Linked DNA regions of Mus musculus: region 2 is linked to region 1. Evidence: chromatin contacts called from public Hi-C data. All regions are on one chromosome and are shown on one strand. Each heading gives the region's core, a stretch centred on a gene start, on an enhancer-like site or on the middle of the called end of the contact. The rest is flanking DNA. Distances are from core to core; before and after follow the strand shown.

Region 1 (3,374 bases), core at 19-2,518:
ACATGGGACACAGGACACAGCGTTGCTACAGCTGAAGTTTATAAAGCATCCCCTGGACTAGCCATCTTGAAAGTGTCACAAATCATCTTTCTTTTTTTTTTTTTTAATTTTTGTTCTGAATTTGACAGTGCCTGGGAAATCTCTCTGAACTCTAGGCACCCAGCCCTGTGGGCATGCATCTTGTGCCCCGTGTGCTGAGCAAAAATTAAAAGAACCACATTTATAATGCTGCTAACCAACGGCATGGTTAAGGCCTCTAATTGGCTGGCCGAAGTTGGCAATGCTCCACTCACTGGAGCCCCTTGTAATTAAACTTTGGTTCTGTTTTTAGGACTATCCTCAGCAGAGTAGGACCTAGCATTCGAGCTCAGTGGAGTCTCAGCCTTGGTGAAGGGCAGGCTGTACTGGAACTCATGGACTAAGGAAATGATCCTGTGCCTGTGAGTCCAAGAAGAACATTGACCAATCAGTTATATAGCAAGAGGAGAGCTAAGGCTCCTTTACAGCAGGGCCATCTGGATCCGAGGTGCATCTTTCTTATTTTATAAGACCTGCGAGGTAAGAAGTCAAAGTGCTTACTTGCTCCTGAAGCTCAGAGTTTGGTAAAAGTGCTACCACGAGGCCAGTTCTGATTTCCCTTTTAGTTTCATGTTCATTGAGCCACTGGCCTGGGAACCGGCATGGCTTATGCGATGGGAATGAGACTCCATATTGACGCTTTGCATTCTGGGAGAGGTGCGTTTGACTTTCTCCCTGCTGTGAAATGCAGTTAGGTTGATCCTAGGACAAAGCATGGATCCTAGGCAGCAAAGCATGGATTGACACAGCAACGGCAGAGTGGAAAGCATTTGTCATCTCTTTGTGGTGAGCTCAGACTTCATAGAGCTCTGGTTTTCCCACCCTGTGCTTCTTTTGCAGTTCTACCCTTGTCCCCCTCATACCTTGTACCCCCACTCCCTAGTTCTGCCTGAAGGGAGAATGTCCTCCCCAGATCTGGGACTCACATTTGTCTGAAGGCCACAGGGAGAATCCACGATTGGCCCCTCCTTCCTCCTTCCTCCCTCCTCCCTCCTCCCTCCTCCCTCCTCCCTCCTCCCTCTGAACTCTATTTAGACTTACAGGAAAAGATTTGTGGCTTTTTGCAAGCTTTCAACTCTGAGGTATTTTGGAAAACTGTAATTTTGTTTGTTCCCTGCTGTATGCTGTGGCTTCTTCAGATACGAGTGTGATTATTTTCTGCATCCTTTCCATAGCAAACATTTCTCCCTTGACTCCAGGCTCCAAAAGTAGGCTCTGGAATGCATCCGTCCCACAGACCCTGCTCCTTGGCAGTGGCTGTCTCCACAGTCAACAAGCTGGCTGCTCTGCTTGGGCTGCCTCTCCAGGTGCCTCTTGGTCTTGCTCGGGCACTTGGCCTCCACATGCTCGGCAGTCAGACGTGCCCAGTGTGTGGCAGATTCCCTGGAAGCCATGAATTACTGCTGAGTTATTATGAAACTTAATTTGATGATAATGAGGTAGTTCTGGGTAATAGCACTTTGGGTGGATTTTACCCATAAATCAGTAATTTGTGGGAGACCATTAGCGAGTGGCAGGGATTCTCATGGTGGACTGTTGGATTACTGGGTTTGGATCCTAGAGTTTTCACACACCCCCTGCACCCCTAGGAATTTTATAGTTTCTAAACTGCTAAAATTTTAGTCTGCTTGGAATTTATTTTGGTATAAGAAACCGATTTTGGATCTAGCTATTCTTTTCAAGCATTTAAAAAAAATGTGTGTTAGAATATACATGACATTAAATATAGCACTTTAAGCATTTGTGGCTATGTGTAGTGTATATGTGATGGATATGTGCATATGTGAGCACATGTGTGTGTAGAAGTTAGGGGTTGGCACTGTTTTCCTCAGCCCTTTATTTTATTTTGTTTTATTTTATTTTATTTTATTTTGAGATAGGATGGCTCACTGAACCTGGAGTTCACTGCTTACTGAGACTAGCTGGAGACCTGCCTATTTCTGCATCCCCTGCTCTGGGATTTCAGGCATCTACCATGGTGCCAGCTTCCCCTTGAGTATTGGCTATTCCATTTGGAGTCCTCATGCTGACTATACAGCGCTTTACAGGCTGAGCTATCTTTCCATCCCCCACTTTACACATTTTTATTTATGTGTAGAGTTCGATGGCGTTCAGTACATTTATAACTTTTTGACCTTTAAGCTGTGCCCTAGAAGCCAAGTTATTTTAACATTCCATGTCCCACTTTCCTTTTTGTAAGTAAGGGGAAACACCCTACTAAGTTTTTCTTAGTGGAGGTTGACCTTGAACTCACCATCTTCCCGTCTTTGCTGTGTGAGTACTGGGATTGCAGGAGTGTGCCAATGAGCCTGGCAAGGTTGTCTGTAAATGAGATTGAGAATTAGGAAAGCTTTTTTGTTCATCAGGCTGTGCGGTGAGTGCTCAGCAATGGTGGGGGCTAAAAAGGCTCACAGGGACAGCCAGGGCTGCTCAGAGGAACCCTATCTTAAAAAAAAAAATCAACCAATCAATCAAAAACAAATGAACAAGCAAACAAACAAGCAAGGCTCGCAGGGACAGTCAGGGCTACTCAGATGTTCACATGGAAGCCAAGGCTACTCAGAAAAACCCTGTCTTAAAAAATCCAACCAACCAACCAAGAAACTGACCAACGAACCAAGAAACCAACCAACCAACCAACCAATCAACCAACGGACCAAACAAGGTGGCTTACACTACAAGCAGGCTACTTAAGATGCATTTGAGTCTTGTGTCTCAAGCATGCCCTGTATAACACTAACACGCACACGCACACACACTCACACACACACACACACACACACACACACACACACACACACACACACACGGAATAATTACTTTCCATTCCTTTGCTGTGAAGACAGAATTCTCATTGCAAAGCTCAGATAATTTTGCATCATTTTTGTGTGACTTGAGCATAGTGTTAATACTGTGATTTGGATTTCAGGAGAGAAGGTTTTTTTAAAAACAGATTTAGATGATACAGGATTCATAATAAAAAGATAAAGTCTCTTAATATCCATATATAAAACAATGCAGTGGACTGGAAAGGGGGAGGCCTTCTGAATATATTTTGCTCTTTTCAGAGTCTTAAAGGAAATTTCTTTTCTTAAGATGTTGTAATAGTTATTTGTTACTTAGAAGGAACTCAAGATGAAGAAATGGTATGTGCTCAAAGTGAGAAAAAAGGTAAACCATGGGCGAACAGTAAGCATTCGCTTATATTTAAATCTTTTGGAAAATTTATGTGTGAACCTAATACGTCAGTTAATTATAGCACTTTGAATTATAGCCCCGAGAAGCCAAGCCTCGTG
Region 2 (3,603 bases), core at 306-2,805, 120 kb before region 1:
AGCTATAACACCTCCTCTGTTTGTCACTCTGCTTGGATTCTCTCATAATGAGGATAGAATACTGAGCTTTCTCAATTCATCTTCGTTAAGTAAGTGATCAGTCATGTGTGTGGAAGCCCTTGCGTTCATTCCCGCAGACTCTCAGAGCCAATAGCCATAATCTGGGCTGCTTAAAATAGCAGAGCTGTCTTCTCTCCAGTTCTGGTGGGGGTGGGGCTGGAATCCAGGTACCGGGCAGGGTTGGCTTACTCGAGGACACTCTGGGAGAGAATCTGCTCCATGCCTCAGTCCTAGACTCTTGTGGTCGCCAATAGTATTGAGTAATCCCTGCCTTTAGAAGCCATCAATTTCCATCTTTAACTTCATATCTCATCTTTGTGGAGATCTGGATAAGATTGGGCCCCATAGGCTCATAGGTTAGCATGCGTAGTGCCCAGGGATGAACTGTTTTGGAAAGATTAGGAGGCATGGCCTTGTTGGAGGAGGTGTGTCTGGGGGGTGGGCTTTGCCTACTCTTTCTGCCTGCTGCCTGTGGGTCGGTATATAAAGCTCTCAGCTACTGCTCCAGTGCCGTGTCTACCTGCTCCCACCATGACCACAGGCTAATCCTCTAAAGCTGCAAGCAAGGCCCGAGTTAAATGCTTTCTTTAATAAGAGTTGCCTCGATTGTGGAGTCTCTTCACGCCAATAGGAAATAACTAAGATAGTCTTCCTCCCTAACATGTGTCTCTGTGTCCAAATCCACCCCTCCCCACCCCTCCTCTTCCTTCTGGTCCCCTCCTCTGTGATTTGCTCCCAGCTTGTTTTTGTTGTTTCTACAGTCCAGGGTGGCCTCAGCCCTTTCTCATGTGGGGATTACTGGCATATACTAGCATGCCAATCTTCAAATTTCTCTTTAAGGACCACTGTCACTGAGTATACCCTAAAGTAGCATGGCACGATCACAACTTGATTACATCCGCAAAACCTCTCTTTCCAAATAAGGTCCTGACCAAAACTGGGTGGGTTTAGAACTTCAGCATGTGGAGGTGGAGACAGCTTAACCCACAGTGTCATCAAAAGGGCAGGAAGAACCAGTGGCCTCTGGGTGGAGACTGCTGGGCAGGGAAGGAATCCTGTGCTCCTTCCAGCCTTGTTCCTGCTTTCACTGATTGTGTTTGTGTTAGTAGTACTTCTGGAACACTCCCCTAAAGAACATCTCTTTGTTTGCAGCTTATCTTCACACACCCAAATTTCTTACTGTGCAGCTATAACTTATGGTCTTTGAGGAGACATGAAAAACACTTCTGTAGCAGCTAGTGATTATGCGACATCTCTCTTCTACTCAAGGCTTTGAGCTCTGGTCACTTCACCCTTTCTCCAGCTTCTACTCAAGCAGACCTTGTTTTTTTTTTAACTCACTGACATAGAGTGGTTAGTGCTAAAACCACACATCCTGGGGGGGCACAGGGACACATGGCCTTCCTGACTCTCACTGGCCTCTCTAGCCTGCCTGCTTGCTTGTCTCCTGTTCTCTGTTGGCAGAGAGCAGTGTGACACATTTACAGCTTCACTAAAACCGTGGGATGTCCCAGCTTGTCTTTATCCAAGCCCAACACGTGGAATTACTCAGAGTGTGGTTTTGTGCTTTGGTAAAGTCAAAAGAAATGTTCTGTTCTGTAGAGCCACACCTAACTGCCCACACTGTGGTCTGAGGAAATCATGAACCTCAGGATGACACAGCTGAGATCTGGGGTGGCCTTACTTTGAGCTGGGCTCGAACATAAATCTGCGCGCCCATTCCTAGCCCCAGCTCTTCGATAAGCCTGTATTGAGTTGTCTCTGCTGCCTCTCTCCTGCACTCTGTTCTGCCACAGGCAGGGTGGGGTCCCCACACCTGTGTGGAGAGGCTTTCCGAAGACTGTCAGAGCGTTGGCATGACCAGCTTTTAGAGACGACGCCCAGTAGAATGGATGACATTTAAAAGCCTGTTCACAGTGAGGTTTGGAGAAGATGGAGGACTGGATCACTCAAGCATTGCTGCACTTTGCTTGGTTTTACACACACACACACACACACACACACACACACACACCCCACATACACACATACATGCACACTCACATACACAAACACATACATATACACACATATATATACACACACACACACATACACAAACACATACACTCACACCTTTTTAAAAACTCACTTGGCAACCTCATTATTTTATTGCAGGTGCTATGCTCACATGCCACTCTCTAAACAATGCACCTAGCAACCGCTGATCTCCACCTGCATTGAGACACACACGCGCACACACACACACACCATTTTCTAAGTAATGATATACATATTTCCAGCCTTAACAATCAAATCTAGATTGTTCCTATTCTAATGTGTTCCCAATGTGTCTGGGTAGGGAGAACAGGAAGGCTGACCCTATTGGTTTGGGTCTAAATTGTTTTGGGGAGCCCACTCAACAAAGCGACCCGTCTTTCAAGTGAATTTTTAGGGACAATCCCTTATCTACCATCCAATGCCTATGTATAAAACTAGGCATGCTTAGGATTAAAATCAGATATATTATGGGAAGAAAGTTGCGCAGTAGAAAAACGATTGCATCACCTATCAACCAAAACAGAAAACCATAGAAACCATGCCCCATACTACCAAACTCCTCCTCCTTCTGAACCAAATAAAAGGAAAACCCAAACCATAGCCAGGCCCTTGAGTTCCTTCACTCACAGGGCCCACGATCCATCTTGACTGTGCCCATTGTAATCTGTACAATCATTTCACTCAGGGTAACGTTAGCTCACTACTTTGCAAATCACAAAATAATCCTCCTTCATATTATCTCTGCCTTTCCATGCAGCCACATGAGATTTGTGGCCAACTTAACTTTAGTTTGCCTGATAGTTTCTTAAATATTTTATGACACGTACTTATTTAATCAGTTACTATGTGCACTTTGAGTTTCTTCAAAAAGACAAAGTCTCCCAGAGTGTGGCTGTGGAGTAAGACTCCGAAGTACAATAATGAAGACATACCCTCCCTAGCTGATGTCTAAATACATCTTCTGCTCCTTGTGGGAGACACTAGCATGTGTCTGTCTTAAGTTCCACTCTTTTACTAAGTTAGAGGTTGTCATCAGTTGTGGGGCAAGTAGAACTGTGTCACCAGACAAAAACCGGGAAGGGTGAGCGAATTCAGAAACCCTGGTACTTCATGTATCTGAGAATGGTAGGAGTTTCATCTACTCTGATCCGGTTCCTGTCCTGGAACACATGACCAAAACACCCCACATGAAGAGCGTGACCACTAGTTGTCCTGTAGCATAGAGCCCAGTTCTCCGTGCTAATGAGGTATCTGGATGGACCAGCCTGAGAGCTTAGCCAATAAGCTTCCCTTCCTGGACATCCCTTCCTGCAGAAGGTATTTAATCTCTGGTCCACACTGAGTAAGTCATCTGCACCCACTTTCCATGATGAACAATGAATAAACAGTTTAGACAAACAAAGACTGTCTCTTTCATCAAGAACCGCTGTGGGAAGAAGCCTTCATCATACAGAGCCTCGCTAGCAGAAGGTTCCTCTGCCCTCCTCACCCCCTAACCTAAGC

What was found. Hi-C and Micro-C count contacts between places; a contact is called where the count stands out from the background.
Region 2: a contact with region 1 is called in a Hi-C map of Th1 cells, with 2.3 times the contacts expected there. The contact joins two enhancer-like sites. A contact is called at or near these places in 9 of 484 Hi-C or Micro-C datasets (B cells, the C2C12 cell line, CD8 T cells and 6 more) and 3 of 9 other capture datasets (adipose tissue, liver and pancreatic islet).

Annotation. Positions count from the first base shown.
Region 1 is chr14:74,875,400-74,878,773 of GRCm38.p6, reverse strand. All of the region lies in intron 1 of Lrch1 (leucine-rich repeats and calponin homology (CH) domain containing 1), which reads left to right. Among named protein-coding and RNA genes, the nearest start is that of Gm10847, 45 kb to the left of the region's middle. Within about 2 kb of position 1,268, at least 25 of the 459 cell types and tissues checked have an H3K27ac peak or open chromatin away from gene starts, as enhancers often do. A contact at or near this core is called in the C2C12 cell line and Th1 cells, where this site is marked.
Region 2 is chr14:74,994,718-74,998,320 of GRCm38.p6, reverse strand. No RefSeq gene overlaps it. Among named protein-coding and RNA genes, the nearest start is that of Rubcnl, 20 kb to the left of the region's middle. Within about 2 kb of position 1,555, at least 75 of the 459 cell types and tissues checked have an H3K27ac peak or open chromatin away from gene starts, as enhancers often do. A contact at or near this core is called in the C2C12 cell line and Th1 cells, where this site is marked.